7 separate regions of the Mus musculus genome follow, and regions 1, 2, 3, 4, 5 and 7 are each linked to region 6. Evidence: chromatin contacts called from public promoter capture Hi-C data. All regions are on one chromosome and are shown on one strand. Each heading gives the region's core, a stretch centred on a gene start, on an enhancer-like site or on the middle of the called end of the contact. The rest is flanking DNA. Distances are from core to core; before and after follow the strand shown.

Region 1 (2,700 bases), core at 37-2,536, about 25 Mb after region 6:
AAGGCCCGGAGGTGGGAAGCTTCGCACACGGCCAGTCTGGGGAAGTGAAGGGCCCGGTGCAGCAGTGTGCGGAGCGGGGGACGAGCCAGGGCCAGGCTGGTGGCCCAGGAGGTCTGCGCGGCCACGGTGGAACTTTGGCCCCGGGGGACCGGGAAGCCAAAGAAGGCAAGGATGGGTCCCGAGCAGTGTGGGAAGAAGCGGGGGCCCGCGACCCCGCTGCTCCCGGCCCTCGCCGAGGCCCTCCCCATCGCTCGCGCCCCGGCCTTGTCAGCGCCCCCCCTCCCCCCACCCCAGGACCTCACGCCGCCACCCGCTCACCGCGACTCCGGCCTCTGTCCCCCTCGCGCCCCCTCAGCAGCGCCTCTCCGCAGACGCTGCCGCCGCCGCCATCTTCCGCCCGCCGCCGTGACACGGCGCAGGCGCTGCACTAGTAGGGCCGCCGGGAAATGGAGTCCGGCACCGCGGCCGGTCCCCGCCCCTAAGGCGTGCCGCGTCGGCAGCCGCCCGCCCTCCCCGGGCGTCCACCGGAGCGGCCGCCATTTCCGGCCTTCGAGCGCCATGCCTTCTGGGAAATGTAGTCCGCGCTGCGCAGGCGCCGGACGGAAATGGGAACGAAGGCTTCTGGGAAATGGAGTTCCCAGCGGTCCGGAGTCCCTCTCCCTAGACGGCTGGCTAACGTTGAGTGGAGAGTGCTGTGAGTGGAGTTTCTGGGTCTTAGAGGAGATCTGGTGCCTTAATGGGGTCTGAGCAGAAGCCCTGAGCCTTTCCACCGCCGACCCTGACTCTGTACGGAGCCTGCAACATTCGCAGACGTCAAAAGCCTCAGTCTTCCTGTCTGTCCAATGGGAATGTGGTTTCAGGAATCTCTGCGGGCTACTTAAACGGTGTTGTATAGGGACTTGTGGAGTCCTGAGCTCTGTCAACCTCCTTTCTTTCGTGGAAGACATGCGGGGTTCTAGAGTTTCCCTCCTTTAGCTGGAGATGATGAAACACTTAGAGGCAGAAAGATTCCCCGGCTCCCGCTCTGTTGCTCTAGGGCTTTTGGGATCAGCAGGGTGTGGCTCTCTACCCCACGCCTTGTAGTCCCCGACTCTTCATCCATCGCAAGCTTCCAGGTGCCAGGACCGAGGCTCCCAGTGCCTGAGGTCTCTCTTCTTGAGATCCCGCAGGGGGCGCCCCAATCCGAGGGCGCCGCGCTCGGGGAGGCGGGCGGGGAGCCCGGGGCGGGCCCGGGAGGGGGTGTCCCGGCTATAAAAAGTGGCTGCCTCCCAAGGCGCCTGGGCCAGCGGGACTCCCGGGCTGTGTGCCTCAGGTCGGAACTCGGGGCTAGTGCCTGTAGAGAGACCGAAGCACTCGGTTCCCCCAGGGGGGCCTCAGCCTGGGTGTGTGGGGGCGCAGGCCCCGGGGATGCTGGGCTCAGTGAAGATGGAGGCTCATGACCTGGCCGAGTGGAGCTACTACCCGGAGGCGGGCGAGGTGTGTCCTCGGGGATGGCGGAGCGGGAAATGGGGGGCAGGTGTGGGGCTTAAATGCAAGCAGGCGCTGTGGTGTGGGCCCAGGTGGGAGCAACAGACCTGAGGACACAGATTCTAGGTGTGGGAGTCGGGGGACAAGGTTTGGGAGAACGATTTAGACTGCAGATCCATGCGAAGGCTTGCTTCCAACGGAAGAAAATGTTAGCAATGAAACCTCGAAGTTATACTTGAAAGGTGTCGAGCCCCTGAGTCGAATGAACAAATTGGAGGTGGGAACCGGAGCTCTAGGGTAGAGCGATAGAGCTGGAGGACCTCGAGAAATGAGTTCTGTAGTAGAGAGGAGAAATACAGAGACTAAGAGGCATTGGTAGTCCGCAGTAAGGAAAAGTTTGTGCCGGAATTCAGGGTTGAAGACGGGGGTTGGGGGACTTCGGGCAGTCGGGGGTCAGAATTGAGGTTCCGGGATAAAGATCAGCTGAGGAGCTAAGGTAGGGGCACAAATAGGGTGGTCGGGGGTCCTTCTGAGGAATCTAATGTAACAGGTGGCTTAGGTAGACTAGTCCTCAGATGACGTCAGCCTTGGAAGATCAAAAGACAAGAGGATCCACATCTGTGTGGCAGGAGTCAGCCATCCTTACCCCGACCCTCAGCAGGGGCTCTCCAGAATGTACACCATCTAGGCATTGCTAGACTTACATTAATTCCTTCACCCCAACAAACAGAAAGTCCCTCTTCACGTCTAACTCCCGTTTGTCCGAGTGCTTCTGCACCCTGTAGTCCATATTGTGATGGTGGGGAGAAGGGCCGAGGTTCTGGACCCATGAGCTCCTGACATAGACGGCTTAAGGTGGGGGGGGGGGGCTCTCGAACAAGTCAAGCTTCAGCGGCTGAGGGAGGTGGCTAGGGTCTGTATTTCCAAGTTGTGGAATTGGACTCCTGGATCCCTAGGGGTAGCTGGTCTTGGAGTTGGCGAGGTGCCCGGGAGGGGCCTGTCCTAGGTCTGGTGAGGTGTGAGGTGGGGCAGAGCTGACCGGGAAGGAATTGGGAGTGTGCAGAAGTAGAAAGGGAGGGGGCTGGAGGTGTTGGTGACTTTGTAGGAAGGCAGAAGCCAGGGTGGTATCTCAGGTCATTGGGAGTTTGAGCATTGGATTTAAGAGAGCCAACTACAAGTCTGTCCTTCTGGGGACACATCTGAAGAAGTTAGTTGAGGGTTCTAGAGAAGAAA
Region 2 (2,700 bases), core at 8-2,507, about 28 Mb after region 6:
GGGTACTGATGGGGAACCAGAGGGCTAGGTGGGAAAATTTCCTTATTTGGTCCCTAGTTAACCATTGGCGGGGATAGCCGGTTGAAGTCAATTAAAGAAGTCAGGTGACAGATAAACATCTCTGCTGGTGAGCCATCCTTGGTGGTGGTGGTGGTGGTGGTGGGAAAGTAGAGAGAGGGGAGGGAGGGGGTGGGCATGCCATTGCCGTTTGTTCATAGGGTGTGGAGGATAAGAAACTAGAGAGCAAAAAAATTCTGTGGGAATGACTATCTCCTGTTATCTGTCCAGCTTTCAAGGAGGAGAAAGTGAGGCTCAGGAATCCTAAACTCAAATATTTTGTCCACTTTTACCTTTTTCTCCCCCTTGAGACGGTCTCTCATGTCTGTCCTGGAACGCTCTACGTAGGCTAGACTGGCTTCGAACCCACAGAGATTTCTTGACTGCTGGCATTAAAGGCAACGCCTGGATTTTTTGTTTCGAGACAACTGCTCATGTAGCCCAGACTAGCGTCAAACTCCCTGTGTAGCAAGGATAACCTTGAACTCAGTCCTTCAGTTTCTTCTTCCCAAATGCTGGGATTACAGGCTTGTACCACAGCCCCCAGATAACAGTGTGCTAGGGACCCAAACTAGGGCTTTATACATGGTAGGCAAGTTCTCTACCAACTGCGCTACAGTCCAAGCCCCATTCCAGGACTTTCTATATATCCTTCTGCTGGAAGGCAGCTGGAAGGGAGCGGGAAGGCGCAAAAAGAGGGGTTGCATGGTTTTGGGGGTGCGCAGGGGGTCTGTCGGTGGTGAGACAGCTGGACCTAAAGCGCACACTGGGACTCCTAGTTTCAGTTTTCCAGACCTAAGGTTCATTTAGTCTGGTCCAGTTAGCGCTGGGGAGGAGGGATCCATCCCAATTGCCTGTCTCCCAATGCGTCGATTTCCCTGCCCTGCCCCTCTCAGCCACTCTGTAACTGAACTTCAGTCTCAACCAATTCTCTGCCTCGAGCCACCGCCCTGAGGACTGAACCATTATGGCATAGAGAAGGGACGGCGAGGGGCTCTCAGGTTACTGGTCCCAGAGACGCTGTCTATGGAGACAACCCCAGATATCAAGAGAACCCCAGATATCAAGATATCATGGAGTCTTGCGTTGAGGTTCGCGCCCCTGGCCACAGACCCCGCCGTGCTCCGGAACCTCGGTCCTCCCGTAGCTCTGCCCACTCTCCACCCCCGCACTTGGTTTGCTCTGACTCGTGAGGCAGTCGGCTGTGCGCACGGCCCCACGCTCAGAGCTTGAGGTCCTTGTTGCTTGTGGGTCGGGTCCTCGTGTTGTGCGGGGATGCGACGTGCAGCTATGGCGCTCGCCGTTCGAGTCGTGTATTGGTAAGTCCGGGTGACTGCAGTTCCCCCTTTTCCTGCTCCCGGCTCGTTGTGCCCTTTCTCTGCTCCCCAACCTTTGTGCCAGGAGACCCTCTCCCACCCTTTTCTTTGCCCCTCCCCCTATCTACCAGGGTCTGGTAACCGAGTACGATGACTGTATTTCAGACCCAAAGGGAGGGATTTCCAAGCGGGTGGGATGGAGGTAACAGAGACTTGAGCCCGATCCCTGGCATCTGACATCTGAGTGACATCTCACCAGTGAAAATGGAAACTGATACTTGGGGCCACTTTGAACACGTGACTCAGCGCTGAGGGGAGGGGAAGGGTAGCATCGGGTTTCTCTGGGGACCTTTCCTTCCCGACAGGCTGTTTCCCTTCCCCCTCACTGAGCGGCATGAGTTAGAGAATACAAGGTGTGGTGTAGTTGGGGGTTTACTCATAAGCGCTGTTGGGAGGTCTGGGGATGTCCCGTACCTGGATTGTAGTGTGAGTTAACAGTGGTCGCACCTCCCAGTGTGTACATGAAAAGGGCGAACTGAGTCACGGAGTGGTGGTGTTGATGCACACTTTTAATCCCAGCATTCGGAAGTAGAGGCAGGTAGATAGTTCCAGGCCAGCTAAGCTGCTTGTTAGAGGCAACCGGGGTGATGTAGTAAGACCCTGTGCCCCGAAAAGAAAAAGTAATATAGGATAGATTGTAGGGTGAGGGTGTAGCTCAGTGGTAGAGTGTTTGCATGAGATGCACCAGATCCTGGGTTCGGTTCCCAGCAATACAAATAACAAAACAAAAAACTCTTACTGGTTTCTGATCAGTGAGTGCCGGTGCTGTTAACCCCAGTTCTTTTCTGGCCTCAGTTTCCCCTTCTGTAGTGTGAAGGAGGTGATGATGTTGGTTAGTTACCTGCCAGCGCTATTAATTGTGCCCCTGCTAGAGGCAGGCGTAGAAAGACCAGCCATTTTCTCTTGATGACTTTTTCCTCCATCTGCATCTGATAATCAGCTGGCTTGCAGTAAGTGATTGAAAAGTGCTTGCTGAATGGATTCTGCACCCCTGAAGTCCATTGAGGGGCTCTCCAGCCATTCTGTCTCCATCTTACAGGGGAGGAAACTGAGGCTGGAAATGAGGCAGGGCCAGCCTGAGGTCCTACTACCGATAACCCTGTAACTTGAATCTGGGGTCCGTGGTCCACCTAGCTGGGTGTGGCCTCCTCCCTCCCAACCCCCTTGAGGGGTCTGATCAGGCCCTAGTTATCAGGATGTCTTTCAACAGCCTGCTTTGATAAATTGAGGCTCCCATGAGGCCACTGCACCAGATTCCAGGCCCAAA
Region 3 (2,700 bases), core at 93-2,592, about 37 Mb after region 6:
ACTTTCCCGCAGGACCATTCTTGGGCAGACACCAAGAAGCCAGGTTGCTTGCCTAGGGATAAAAGGAGTCTGGAGGGTGTGTGCACCACTGCTCAATCCAGAACCTCTGCTAGAGGTGAAAGACGGCCAAATTCCAAATGTAGACACTAAAACTCCTTTGGAATTCACCACTACAACCCTACCTGTACACAGGCCAACAACACAACAGCAAACCTCCACCGTCAGCACTACAACAAAGGCCAGACTCTACACCGCACTCAGTATGTCCCAGGCATTGTACAAGGCATTTCACCTGTATTATTTCACAGTCCGTTTAGCCTTTCCATCAACACTCTGATGAGCGCCATTTATCCCTTTGTACAGAAGGAAAAGTCTCATCCTTAACAGGTTCAGTTTCCCAGACTAGGCCATCACATCTCCTCCTCTAGAGGAGCCCGTTGCCACGGTAACAAATGAGATGAGGCACGATCAATCACACACTGGCACACACTCACAAAGCCATTGTCATCTGATGGCTCACTGTATCTCTAGACTTTGATAAATAACTTCATCAGCCTCTCTCTCTCACACACACACAAACACACCCGCCAACACTCTCACACCAGCACAGCTAGTGACATAGAGATACTCAGAACTGTGTGCCCACACCCTTGGGCCCCTCTAGCCTGCGGTGGCCTCCTTTCCCACTAGGACCTGTACAGTCACCTGTCCCTGGGCCCCACAGGCCGAGTGCCCTCAGACTATGATAAACAGCTCCATCAGTCTATCACACTCACACACAAGTACAACCGAGATGCTCAGAACTCTGTTCCTACATCCACTAGCGGCCCCTTGTAGTGTCTTCCTTTACACAGGGCACACTGGTCACATCACGCAGTTGGTGGTATTCGCACCTGTTTCTTGGGGCTCACAGGCCTAGTCGGTCTCTCCCTCTCCCTTCCCCCCTCCCACTTCCCTTCTCCCGCGCCCCCCTTCCACTTCTCTTCTCTCGCGCACACACATATACACACGTGGAGTCTCCTGAAGGATTCTCATACTGTGTTCACCCCACAACAAACAATATACGCCAAGCATACACGAAGCTTCAGGCGTGCACCCGAATCAACTCAGATCACCAGAGCGACCCACGCAAACAGGTCTCTGTCTCTCTCTGTCTCTCTGTCACACACACACACACACACACACACACACACACACACACACACACACACACACGCTATCAATCATTCCCACTGAAGGAAGGCTCGCAGTCACCAGACCCCCTCACCTGTCTCCCTGCTGCGTCCTCCGTCTCACAGCTGCCACAGAACTGCTAGCAACAGAGCTCCCGCGCCTGCGCACTCGCCTCCCAGACCCCCAGGGATCCCTTCAGGGCCTCTCCCCGGTCCCCCCGCCCCTCCAGAAGGACGCAGGCCAGTGCGGCCCCGCCCCCAGGGCTTCCCCCGGAGCGCGGAGCCACGCCCCCTGACACGCAACTAGACGCTGCAGTCGCAGAACCCCGGAGACAGCGCGAGGCCACGCCCTCAATAATTTGGTTGGCTATTCTGCCGACCCGTGTGCGCCCTCCTACGCTAAGCGCTTTTCTAAGGGGTTCGGCCAAGCTCCCGTTAGAGTCCATTCAGCATGCGTCCTTTCCGGGATGCTTCTCCTAGCGTTCCACACCTCGGACTCACTGGGCTTCCACGCGCCTTACGCCGTGCGCAACCGCGAGCTTGTACCGCCAACCTCAGGCTTTGGCAAGAGACTAAGGATATCCACGCCCAAAAGGGTGTTTCCATCCTCGTTGTCGCCTGTCTGGAGACCTTGTGACCCTCAGAGGAGAGGACAGAGTTTCTTCTGTGGCTGTTTAGAAAGCCATGGGGGAAACGATGGGCACGTGAGAAGAGGAGCGTTCCACCTTGGAGTCTGATTGAAGACTCTCCACAGCACAATTCAACACTTATAAGGCCGTACTCCCTCCCAAACTATAAACCTGAAATTTTCTAGGAACTCAGTATAAATCTCACGTAAAGGGGAAAGGCCTGCCCTAAACCTCTTGAGCAACCCTAATGATTTCTGGTCCTACCTTATCAAATTATAACTCCATTCAAGCCACTTCCGGAGTCACTTTACATCTCACCAAGTAGAAAGAGAATAGGGGTAATACTTGAGGAAACCCTAGGCTCAGTGAAGGACAAGGAATGACTCTCGGGTCGCACAGCAATCACCAGGATAAGGGTAGACTAGACACCAGACCCTGTTATGGCATCCCTTAGCAAGAACACAGTCATTGGTGTGTGCACAAGTGAAATGCTGTCAGCTGCACAATTCAGTATACCCAACCTGCGTATAAATATAAGTGCCTAGAGAAAGGGAAGTGACTCATTTAGATCTTCAGTCAAGACAGTGATGAGCGTCAACTGTGACATCTGAATGGTCATGTGGGAAACAACGGCACTACTGAGCAAACACAGCATTTCATTTCACCGATGGGAAAACTGAGGTTCCAAGCACATTGGACCTTACCTGAGGCCCCAGAAATAGGAAGTAGGAGGGAAGCACAGAGGTTAAGTTCTACACATCATTTCTCTAAAGGGGAAACCAAGAGACTGAGAGAGCCCCAGTCCAAGAATGGGGGTACAGGGTGGGAGGCTCCAAAGAAGAAGTGTGACTCAGATTCTCACAAGTCTTTCAAAACCTCCATCTATCCAGGAGAAACTA
Region 4 (2,700 bases), core at 11-2,510, about 39 Mb after region 6:
GTAATGCCCCTCCCCAAAGGCGGAGTCTCTACCACAGTCCTATTCATCCCTCAAACCTTGACCGATCCTCACTACCACCTGGATAAAGTCCAACACCCGTGACAGCTGCTATCTGGCATAAAGAGTCACAGTCGCCTGGCCATCCACTTCCCTCCAGGTGCACTCTGACTGGGCGGCGCTTCCCTGCAAAGGGAAGCGGTTGGCGAGCCTTTGGAGCCACGAGGGTGTGGTTCCCGTGGGAAGGGCTTCAGGTCCCACCAACTGTGTGTCGCCCTGCGGGAGGCTGTTGCGTTACAAATCTGGGCACAAAGTTCAGCCTGAGACGTCCAGATATTTTAACATCTAGAGGTGCAGGACTGCCCGAACCTATATCGGGAGGGGGGTGAAGCAAAATTCTCAAAGGTTTTCAGAGGGGAGGAACAATTAGAATTAGTCTCTGGGTTTGTTTTGGGACGGGGCTATCTTAGGTCCCTAGAGGGATAAGACCAATTTAAATTAACCGAACCAGAGGTAGAGTAAGGGTTTTTATAGTTTCCAAAAGGGTGGGTCGTATATTTCAAACGTTAGGCTGGTGACAGGAGTAAAACCCGACCTCTACAAGGAGGCACAGGAGAAACCATTTCACCATGGTTGAGTCCAGGATAAGACCAATGAGGGGCGGAGCATGTGTAAAACAATCAGGTGGAGTGAGGCCAAGGTAAAGGGGTGAGGCTCCCAGGAAAGACATTTATAAATAACTTGACAGAGGCAGAACCAGGAGTCACTTTATTCGTTATGAGGTGTGGCATGTAAGATAATCAATTGCATGGGAGCTGGCTACAAACTTTAAAGACGGTTGGGGGCGGGGCCAAGACCGCTGAGTCCCACTCCTCTCCTCCCAACGAAGCTGCGGTGTTCAGGTAAATCAGTTGCTGCCCTGCCAGGCTCCCTAGAGGTCTCGAGAGGCTGAGCAGATGCAAAGTATCTGGAGGCGGCCGGAGGGGTTGTCTAAGCCCTACCCCCACCCAGGCTGCGGAGTATATGTAAATCGGATGCGGAGAAGCCTTTCTTGGGGCCCTGACAGCGGTGGGGCACTTGTCAAGTATTTGCTAAACTGTCTCGCTAAAGTCCCCAAAGGGAGAAGTTGTATGGAATAAGACGTGACTCCCTGGATGTCCAGAGAGAAGCTTGACGCACACATAAATTGGCTGGTTGGGCGGGGCCAGGCTCTTTAAGACTCCCTGAGGGGCTGGACATATGTAAATCATTTCAGGCGGGGCAAGAGGGGGTTCCCAGTGGCTTACAAACCCGGTACGCGTAAATAAACTGGACTTGAAATTAGAGCTCCAGAGCCCGTGTTACATTCTGACGCCCTGCCTGGTCCTTTGGCCTCCTTCCACCTGAGGCGGGAGGGGTTCCTGGCGTCACAGTTGGAGATCAACGCTGCAGACAGAGACCGCTTAGTGCGTGAAGGCCCATGGAGGCCTCGGCCGATTCCTCTGAGGCCCCCGCGGTCTGCCGCTTCTTCCTAGAGGGCCGCTGTCGCTTCGGTGCGCGCTGCCGTCAGCCACATCCCGGGGCCCCGGCGCCGTCCCCGGTGGTTACGCAACCGGAGGCTGGGTCCAAGAAGCCGGCTCTGCGTACTGCTGCTGACGTCATCCGACGCATCCGCTGGGACCCGCGCCTGGACCCTGCTGACTTTTCGGTGGGCTACACCGACCGCTTCCTGGGAGTGCAGGAAGAGCCATTCTGCGCCTTCTGCTGGGACGAGCCGCTGGCAGCGCTCGGACCTGGCGTGTTGGCAGTGCCGCAGCACCGCATACGCTACTTCCGCTTCCGCGGCCGCCTGGTATGGGACCGTGCCTCCCGTACTGACCTCATTTTTGGATCGGGCTCTGTGGCTGGTCGGGGACCCACTATCCTTGATGCGCTGGACGGCGGGGACGAGCATTGGACAGAGGTCACGGCAGAAATTCCCGACACAGAGAAAACAGGGGTGGGTTTAGAGGGTCTGGATACCCAGGATGCCCTTGCAGAGGCGGGTGGAAACCCGACCGGAACAGGTCTTGATTCGGGCCTGGAGACACACGAAGAGGGTGGGGCAATCAAAGAGACCAGAACTGGGCTTGATTCCAGCCTGGAGACACCTGAAGTGGATGGGCCAACCAAAGAGACCGGGCTGAATGGGACCACTGAGTTAGAAATGCCAGACCCAAGCATGAACTTCTCAGGAGTGAAGATCAGCTCAGTAGAGGAGCCCAGAGCTACATTGCTTCCACAGTGGCAGGCGCAGGGCATGGAAACGAAAGGGCTTTCTGCTGAAGAGATGGGAAATGTGTGGGATCCAGGTGTTTGGCCTGACGACAGAAGGGCCCCTCGCCAGCCCCGGCCCACACATTTTGTGGCACTGATGGTGACAGAGTCTGGGCTTAGGGCTGAGGTGGTCAAGGCCCAAGAGCATCTGGTCCGGATTGCCCCTTCTTGTGCTGAGTTCCTGGTACCAGCACAGGCCCTGCACTTGACAGTGGTCTTGCTAAGGCTGACAGGCCCTGGGGAGGAGGCTGCAGCAGCTAGAGCTCTTCGGAGAGCCATCTTGAAACCAGGGCTTCAGGCACCCTCCCAGCTACAGTTCAGGGACTTGGTTCTTCTGGGCCATCATGTGCTCTGTGCCACACCCTCCCCCACACTGACAGGTATGGCCCAAACACTGAATCAGAGGCT
Region 5 (2,700 bases), core at 83-2,582, about 31 Mb after region 6:
GGCAAAGCAAATAGCTCCCATACTAACTTAGCCATAACAGTACCCATAGCCAACTGACATTTTTCAGGGGAGGGCAGCAGGGAACATTCATAGCACCAACTGGTCTCATACTCAAATTCCTCTTGCTGTAGGCTGATAGCAGCTTACCAACTGCTTTTGACAAGGGTGCCAACATGGTTCAGTTGACTAAAGCCATCTTTTCAATTGATACCCACTAACTGAATATACAAACGAAAGGGGACATCAAGTCAGGTGTAGTGGCACATGGGAGACAGAGGCAAGATCTCAAAGAGCTCCAGGCAGCCAGCAAGGGCTACACAGCAAGACCCTGACTCTGTCTCAAGAGACACACGATTAGAAAAATACGGGATAAAAACCACACTCTAACATCTTTTAGTGCCAGTTTGTATTAGGCGTGGGTGTAGCTGTCCAGTTATTGCTCTTCTACCTGTCTTGTACATCCACTGGTTGTTTTATGCCCTTTTCTGAACTAGAAGCTCATCCACACCTGGTCTCAATTAAAAAAATCATCACAAAGAACAATCATTAAGTTCCTTTTACCTGCAGAGAAATATCGTTGATCTGCACGTCATCAGTGCTCCATTTCCCAAAGAGCTTGATGTCAGGGGTCTCTGCCACCGCTGGTGTGGCTGCTTCCCACTCAGTCATCCTGGGGACAGGAGAATGGCAAGAAACCGTTACTGCCTAGACATGCTGGAGCAGTCACTCTGACCCCAAACTCTTCAGACGAACTCTCACTTTGTGGCAAACTGGGACATGAAGGGGAGACCCAGAAAGCTTTGAACAGCTCTCCAAACCCAGGAAAACCACTCAGGATTCTAAAGTAACTCGGCAGTCACCCCGCTAATCAGCTGGTACATGGACCACAGTATGATGGTTCATGAAGCCGTATACTCATCAGCTCCCATCAGATTTCCGTTGTGCACTTAGAACGTGTACTGAGCAAAAGAGTCATCACAAAACTAAGCAAACCTAGATTTATGTTTATGGTATATGACCCAAGTGATTTCCCTGGAGTCCCGTGTGTGCAAAGTATGAAGTCAAAACAGTGCAAACAAGAGGCGAAGACTAACTCGGCCCGTGCCGAGTTTCCCTAGGCACCCTTTTTCGCAGAGAAACGGTGAGATCCAAGCGGTCACGCCCAGGCTTCAGGTTCGGCCTCCGGCCCCCCAGATGTGCCTTAGAACACTCATGGTCACCTCTTCTGAACTCCGTGTCCCTCCGCAGCCTCACCTGAGGGCGCAGACTGGGCTTCTCAGTCGCTCGGCGTGGACCACGCGCCGCCCTGATACAGACAGGAAGAGGCCGCGCGCAGCGGACTAGCGCTTTTATGCAAAGCGAAAACTTCCGGGTCAGAGGTAGAGACGCACGCGCAGATGAAAACAGCGTGCTCACCAACCAATCAAGCGCTAGGATGAGAGGCGCCCTTTGAGCCGGGTAAAGCATGCGCACTTTTAGAAACAGCGCCACGCCCGTCTTCTGGCGGACCTCTGAAGTACTAGCTAGGCTTCTGAGTCGGCGCACATGCGCAGAAACTTTGGTGAGACCGACGCCGCCATATCTAAGTAGTGCTGACGTCCAGTCCACGCTCTCCGTAATTAGGCTGCAAAACCCAGGAACCATGGACGGTGGATTCTTAGCTAGGGCAACCAGCTCGGCTCACATTTTCTCACCAAAATAATGGAGTCGGGTCCTGTGGTTACCACCGATCCGGGTTCACAAGCACGGGCCCCACCCTCTCCCCTCCCGCAAGCCATGCTCGGCGGGTCCCAGGCTTCCGGTATGGGATCACTTCCTTTTTAATCACTCTGGCCACGCTTGTCTGGGCTTTTTTTCCTCAGGTTCAATCGCGGACAGTAGATTCCGACCGCCATTCGTGAACCTCCCCGGGGAGGGATACATAGAGGGGAGTCCTGGAGGGGTTGGCAGCCCGGGGATCTCCTAGGTGACTTACTTATCTGAGATCCCAGTGATTTGGTACTAATAAGGGAGAGACCTTGCCAGCAGGTTCACCCCCAGGGGTGGGTTTGTTTGTTTGTTTGTTTTGGAGACAGGGTTTCTCCTTGTAGCACCGGCTGTCCAGGAACTCGCTCTTTAGACCAGGCTGATTCATCTGCCTCTGCTCCTCCCAACTGCTGGGATGAAACATAAGGAGAGGAGGGAGGGGAGAGGAGAGAAGAGGAAAGAGGGAGGGAGGGAGGGAGGGAGGGAGAGAGAAGAGAAGAGAGAGAAGAGAGGAAAGGTGTCAGCAAACATAAGGAGAGGAGGGAGAGAAGAGGAAAGAGGGAGGGAGGGAGAGAGAAGAGAAGAGAGAGAAGAGAGGAAAGGTGTCAACAAACATAAGGAGAGAAGGGAGGGGAGAGGAGAGAAGAGGAAAGAGGGAGGGAGGGAGGGAGAGAGAAGAGAAGAGAGAAGAGAGGAAAGGTGTCAACAAACATAAGGAGAGAAGGGAAGGGAGAGGAGAGAAGAGGAAAGAGGGAGGGAGGGAGGGAGAGAGAAGAGAAGAGAGAAGAGAGGAAAGGTGTCAACAAACATAAGGAGAGAAGGGAAGGGAGAGGAGAGAAGAGGAAAGAGGGAGGGAGGGAGAGAGAGAGAAGAGAAGAGAGGAAAGGTGTCAACAAACATAAGGAGAGAAGGGAGGGGAGAGGAGAGAAGAGGAAAGAGGGAGGGAGAGAGAGA
Region 6 (2,700 bases), core at 116-2,615:
TGCTGGGACTAAAGGTGTGCGCCATTGTGCCCAGCTCTCACGAGAGCTCTTTTAAGCATGCCACCAGCATTGATACAACCATTTCTCTCTCAGAAATGACAACTAAGCTTATGGGCTGTTCCAGAACACACCCTAAGAGGAAGAGCAGGACCAGTCCCGTTCCTTCCCTACTCTAAACCACACCCAGTGCCCATGATCTCGGGCGGTCTCTGTGTGCCCAGCACCCAGAACCCTTTCTCCTTCTGAGAGCAGAGATGTGGTGCAGTGTGGTGTGGTGATGGCCACTCCTGGCTCTCTGTGCCTGTCTAGACATTTTCGTTTTCATCTATGCCCACATTGACATCCTGTTTCTCTTCCTTAAATTCAATGGCTCAATCCCTTCCCTGACTTGGAAACCCTGCACATAAACACCAGGCCCTCGACACAAAACATTTCTCCCTTGTCCACAATGTTTTTATGGTACACAGGACATATTCACTGTCATTCTGGACTTTAAGTAACCTCTGATAAGTGGACTGACCACAGGATTAATTTAACCACGGGGTTAAAATGGGCATACCTAGTTCCCCAGAACGTTATTACTTTGGCAGCCAAGATGACAATTTACTAGTTTCCAGAGAATCTTCAATAAACTCAATAGTGATACCCAAGGAACATACAACCTCCAATAAGGACACAGGGTCCTTCTGCTCAAGTGCCAATCACTGACTCTTATTGTGACCATATGGTCTCAGCAGAGGCAGCATTGACCCGCCTCATGTCCCAGCCCTCACATAAAACGGCCCGGGGATTAGGATTTGCCTTTTAAACGTTTGCTTTGCAGCGCTAGCTCTCTACAGGAGACTACATGCTGGGAACGAAAAGGTCCTGTTTTACAAGCCTTGCTACCTGCACAAAGGCTCAACTTGCAGCTCCGATGCCTGTGCCCTCTTTGCATATGCAAATCCCCTGGCTTTTGTTCCACGTGTTCTTAGTATTAGTTCCGCAGGCAGAAGCCACAGGCTGACCGAGAATGGCTGGCTTTCCCAAATTAAGCCCAAACCACAAATAATCTCATTTTCCATTTGTATCTGCCTGTTCTCTTCTCGCAGGCTACTACTAGAAAGCAGCGCGATCGCCCTCAGAGACGCTAGCCCCAGGCTTGCGGTAGCTGGCTGCACTGTCTGTCTCTCTCAGCAACCCTGCTCTCCCAACTCCCATAGGATTCCCACCCCAGCTCAACCAGGGCATCCCTCCAGTAGCTGTGTCAGCTGTCACTCAACACAAATCAGCGCTCAACAGCACAGCATCCTCCCTGCGCCCCTGCCGCTCACCTCTCACAACAATGCAGAGAACTCTGCACAGGACGCGCAGTGTCCCTCCCTGCGACTTCCGCCCCCGGGCCCTCAGTGTTAGAATCCAAACTCTCCTGGAGTGCGGGCAACAATAACAGAACTGATCTGCGCGGAGATTTAAGCGGATATGACCGCTCGAGACCACTTCCGTTTACTGCGAATCAGTGTTCTTCGCCACCCTCCCACACCCCCTTTTTTCCCCTTGTGGAGGCTGGCGAAGCGCATGCGCGCTACTATTTGTGACGCTACAACTTGCCAATACTTCACTTGGATCTTCCTGTAGTTTCTGTTCCTTTAGGAGCTGTCATGGCCACTCCCACAATACAATGATACAGGGACCACCATCACAGTGTGCACATAAGCAGGCAAAGCTTGTGGACTGTGACACAGTGAAAGTCCAAGGCTGTCTCATATTTTCAGGGGATTTTACTTCCTACCTATACGTGTATATCAGTTATTTCCAAGAGACCGGGATGCTGCATATTACTAAAAATACCATTTTTTTTTCTGTATATTCTCAGGGACTTAAAAGATTTTTTTCCTCTAAACTAAGAAGTAAATAAAAAATAAATTAATAAATATAAAGAAAAAAAAAACTAGGTTTGTTGGGAAATGGGAATTGAAGCCATGTGGAATCTTTAAAGATGAAGGTCTGAAATAAATGTGACACTGAGGCTTTTCATGGGGACCAGAGGTGGAGAAAATCTGTTGTCAATGACAAGTGTTTTTATTTTAATTCTTCATTATTTATTGTGTGTTTTGCATATATAAGAAATAGTGTAGAGGAAGGTGGAGAGGGAGATAATGATAAATGGTGAGAGATCAATTGATGACGAAAACGTGCAGTACAGTAGAGGGAATAAATCCATAGGCCAAAGTCGAATATCTGAACAAAATGAACGATTGTGTGCAGTATCTCAGGTTAGCGTTCTCTAGTTCTGTGTAGACAAGAGTATAGCATTGAACATGGTATGATCCCCTGCTTCTGCTTTCCAGGGCTGGGGGGTGGGGGGGATATGCCATCATGCCTAGCTTCACATATGATTTTGATTGTCTTGAGAACAAATTATAGTACTGGTGCTCTTGTGACCAGGGTTTTGTGTCCAAAGATACAGCTCCGGGGGTCCCAAAAAGTAGTCTCAGCCACCCATCACCACATGCCAAATTATATTAAACCACATAAAAGTTAATATGCAAATATCAACTTCTGATCGATTCTCTGCTACATCTTAGCATATGATTGATACCCACACGCACTTATTGCCTCCCGGGCACCACCTTGCTCTTCCACAGGCTCTCTCCTTATGCTTATGACCTCTCTAGGCTGTAAATGTGGTACAGTGCCCATCTGTCTTGCAGCCTGAGT
Region 7 (2,700 bases), core at 54-2,553, about 24 Mb after region 6:
ACCCCAGTTCTCAGTTTACCCTGCCAGCCCAAACCCCATCCTTCAAAAGAAAGGTTGAGGGAGACACTAAAGACTGGAGAGGAGAAAAAGTCTTTCACAGGCTTAGCAGTCTAACCGATGGCCTCAACCTTTCCATCTGTGAAACGGGGGAGGAGGGGAGAATGCACTAGGGTCACACACATGGGCAGACAGCCAAGAATCAAGACCTGGACCCTTAATAATAGGCACAGAGCAACAAAACAGGTCGTTACTTGTAAGGAAGCTGGGGTAAGCTGGAGCTTTGGCTCAATGTTGGGCAGGAGCAGATAAGGCTCCAAGCTTGTCCACTAGGCCTGAGAAGACCTCTGGGGAAGGGCATTTAAGTCAGCAGAGGAATTAGAGGTCTTGAGCTAGAACCACAAAAGCAGATGAGAAGCCAGGAGGGATGACCAATCTGGCCCACAAAGGCTGGGCGGGATCAGAGTGCTAGGGATGGGCACACTCAGAAGCTGAAGTTGTTCCTTCCTCTTAATTTGGGGAACAGAAAGGGTGCTCGGTGGCGCCTGTCTGCCGGGCTGGTTCTCCCCCAGGGCCTCTGTGAGTCACAGTGCCCTCATAGCTCCTGGACACCTGTCAGGGCAGCTGGGGAGGCAGACGCCAAACACCTGCCTATGGGCCACACCCTGGCAGCTGCCCCACGCTGTCCCTCCCCACACTCTGGGAAACTGGGGAGGGCTATGAAGCCAGTTTGAGGAGCCAAGGGTCCTAAAAGAGAAAGCTGCCAGGTCCTAGTGTGGGTGCTGAGATAGCAGGAGGCTATGCCCACCCCAGCCTGCACTGGCTGAGTCATAGGTGGCCTCACTGACCCTGGTGCCTCACCAGGGGAGCTTGGGGTCAGGTCATGAGCTCTGCTTGGCTCCCTTACAAAAAGCCCTTTCCAGGCCCTCCTGCCCCTCCATAGCCCATTCTTGCCCTGTAGACCCACCTCTGCCTTGCACCCAACCCCAGGCTTCCTATCCATACTCACCCCACTGCAAGAAGTCGGCCACATACTTGTCCTGGGCTAGGTGAGAGGCACCCAGCTCCTGGTGGACGCCCAGGAGAAGGTCGAGCAGGGGCTCCAGTCCCAGGAAGCCTGGGTCCAGCACCAGCTGCTGGAGCTGCCTCAGCCGCACTTCGGCTGACATGTTGGGCAGGCAACACCATGGCCCCTCCCCGGGCCGGAGCTCGGGGTCTTCCCGTCACAGGGCCTGGCTGCCCCTGTCCAGGCCCCAGAACCCTAGCTGCATGTCTGCCCGTCCCTGACTATCCCTTGGGTCTCTCTGGCCAGTTCTATGCTTAAGGCCTCCTCCTCTTTTCTCCACCCCTTGGCCCAGCCCCCCTCCCGCCTCCCAGTTTTTAACCCCTCCTGAGCCAACACCCCAACTCCCTTCTTCCAGGGCCCCTCAAAACTCTTCAGAGCCCAATGTCAGGGGACAGAGTAATACTCCAGGGTTGCCCCCCCCCATTGACTCTACCCACCCATAAAGAGAGCACAGGGAGTTACAGGTGGGAGGTGTCAGTGCCCAGGAGAGCCAGTCTATAGACTCAGAGCTGGGAGGGGTTGGGGGAAAGGGCTGATGCCTGGGCAACAGGGGGTGAGGGGGTAGTGGGGGGGGCAAAGGCCAGGGGCAGCTTCTTCGTGACTCAGCAATGGATTCCGACTTTGGGACAGTTAAATTTAGCCCCTGTGCCTGCTGTATTACCCGCCCCCCCATTTTTTGGCAGGAGGTAGAAGGAAGATCAGGAGAGAGTTTGCTCAGCCGCCAGGGCCAGGGGTGACCTGCTGGCCCCAGCCTGGGGGAGGCAAGTGGTGGATCCAGGCCCTCCTTAAGCAAAAGAGAACCCCAAAATAGCTCCTTGGCCACAGGCCGGGGCAGCCACATTCCTGCCTGGGCTAGGATTAGAGACAGAAACATTTTAGGGGTTGAGGGCGGAGCTGCCTGGACAGCAAGCCAGGCGACAAGTTAGCTTCTTTCTAGGGTGGCCAGTTCTCTGGGGAGGAAATCATGACCTCCAGCTGGCACTAGATGGCCAGTCATAAATGGGCCAGGGGCAGCAGACTGCAAAGGCATGTTCAGAGGAGGCAGGGAGTGCAGTCAATTCCAGCATCCTCCTCTCCCCAAGGAGAGCATGCTTGGATAGTCCTGGTGTTTAAAACAAGTTTCAAACATCTCCAAGGACCTAGTAGGAAGGCCATCTCAGCCTCTTGACTTTGGGGGTCGAGACTCATCTTTCAGAGGGCTCTCTGCTCGGGGCTAGGGATGGGGAAACAGCTAAGATTGGGCTTCCTTTGGTCAGAGCACAGCTTGGAGGCCAAGTACTGCAACCCCCACCCTACCCTGCCCCAGGGAACAGAAACACTGTGCAAACAAGGACTTTAGTATAAATAAGAGGTCCAGGGGAACAAGGAGGGCCCTCAGGGCTTCCATAATTTAACACTTTCAAAATCACAGACCATAGCAAGGGGTGGAGTTTGGGCAGGAGTGGGGATGGCCCCTGCCCTGCCCTCTCACCCAGGGGTACTGTGGGCTAAGTCTCTCCCAGGAGTGAACAGTCACATGCTGGGACAGGGATATGGTTAACACTGATGTTTCAGAGAACAGGTCATTGTACTTGGCAGTGGGTGGAGGACAGGGCCAAGGCCACACAGGACACTACATCCCCATGGCTGGGCCAACC

Evidence for each region. Promoter capture Hi-C pulls out the DNA fragments that hold promoters and counts their contacts.
Region 1: a contact with region 6 is called in a promoter capture Hi-C map of cranial neural crest. The contact joins the promoter of Foxa3 here to the promoter of Zfp658 in region 6. A contact is called at or near these places in 3 of 39 promoter capture datasets (cranial neural crest, maxillary cranial neural crest and pre-B cells).
Region 2: a promoter capture Hi-C map of the HPC-7 cell line shows a contact between it and region 6. The contact joins the promoter of Selenow here to the promoter of Zfp658 in region 6. A contact is called at or near these places in 3 of 39 promoter capture datasets (the HPC-7 cell line, cranial neural crest and second pharyngeal arch cranial neural crest).
Region 3: a contact with region 6 is called in a promoter capture Hi-C map of pre-B cells. The contact joins the promoter of Zfp667 here to the promoter of Zfp658 in region 6. A contact is called at or near these places in 3 of 39 promoter capture datasets (cranial neural crest, pre-B cells and second pharyngeal arch cranial neural crest).
Region 4: a contact with region 6 is called in a promoter capture Hi-C map of pre-B cells. The contact joins the promoter of Leng9 here to the promoter of Zfp658 in region 6. A contact is called at or near these places in 4 of 39 promoter capture datasets (cranial neural crest, frontonasal cranial neural crest, pre-B cells and 1 more).
Region 5: a contact with region 6 is called in a promoter capture Hi-C map of pre-B cells. The contact joins the promoter of Rps5 here to the promoter of Zfp658 in region 6. A contact is called at or near these places in 3 of 39 promoter capture datasets (cranial neural crest, frontonasal cranial neural crest and pre-B cells).
Region 7: a promoter capture Hi-C map of pre-B cells shows a contact between it and region 6. The contact joins the promoter of Dmpk here to the promoter of Zfp658 in region 6. A contact is called at or near these places in 3 of 39 promoter capture datasets (cranial neural crest, frontonasal cranial neural crest and pre-B cells).

The regions. Positions count from the first base shown.
Region 1 is chr7:19,022,125-19,024,824 of GRCm38.p6, reverse strand. It overlaps Foxa3 (forkhead box A3), which reads left to right and starts at 1,286. Exons shown (of 2, transcript NM_008260.2): 1 at 1,286-1,476. The coding sequence starts at 1,408. Sympk (symplekin) reads right to left here and starts at 448. Exons shown (of 27, transcript NM_026605.2): 1 at 319-448.
Region 2 is chr7:15,920,928-15,923,627 of GRCm38.p6, reverse strand. Selenow (selenoprotein W) reads left to right here and starts at 1,257. Exons shown (of 6, transcript NM_009156.2): 1 at 1,257-1,376. The coding sequence starts at 1,348.
Region 3 is chr7:6,285,222-6,287,921 of GRCm38.p6, reverse strand. Zfp667 (zinc finger protein 667) reads right to left here and starts at 1,342. Exons shown (of 5, transcript NM_001024928.2): 1 at 1,268-1,342.
Region 4 is chr7:4,148,432-4,151,131 of GRCm38.p6, reverse strand. Leng9 (leukocyte receptor cluster (LRC) member 9) reads left to right here and starts at 1,260. Exons shown (of 1, transcript NM_175529.3): 1 at 1,260-2,700. The coding sequence starts at 1,457.
Region 5 is chr7:12,920,943-12,923,642 of GRCm38.p6, reverse strand. Rps5 (ribosomal protein S5) reads right to left here and starts at 1,332. Exons shown (of 6, transcript NM_009095.2): 1 at 1,255-1,332; 2 at 562-670. The coding sequence starts at 669.
Region 6 is chr7:43,561,035-43,563,734 of GRCm38.p6, reverse strand. Zfp658 (zinc finger protein 658) reads right to left here and starts at 1,365. Exons shown (of 5, transcript NM_001008549.2): 1 at 1,314-1,365.
Region 7 is chr7:19,082,461-19,085,160 of GRCm38.p6, reverse strand. Dmpk (dystrophia myotonica-protein kinase) reads right to left here and starts at 1,303. Exons shown (of 15, transcript NM_001379257.1): 1 at 1,007-1,303. The coding sequence starts at 1,166. It overlaps Dmwd (dystrophia myotonica-containing WD repeat motif), which reads right to left. Exons shown (of 5, transcript NM_010058.2): 5 at 2,386-2,700.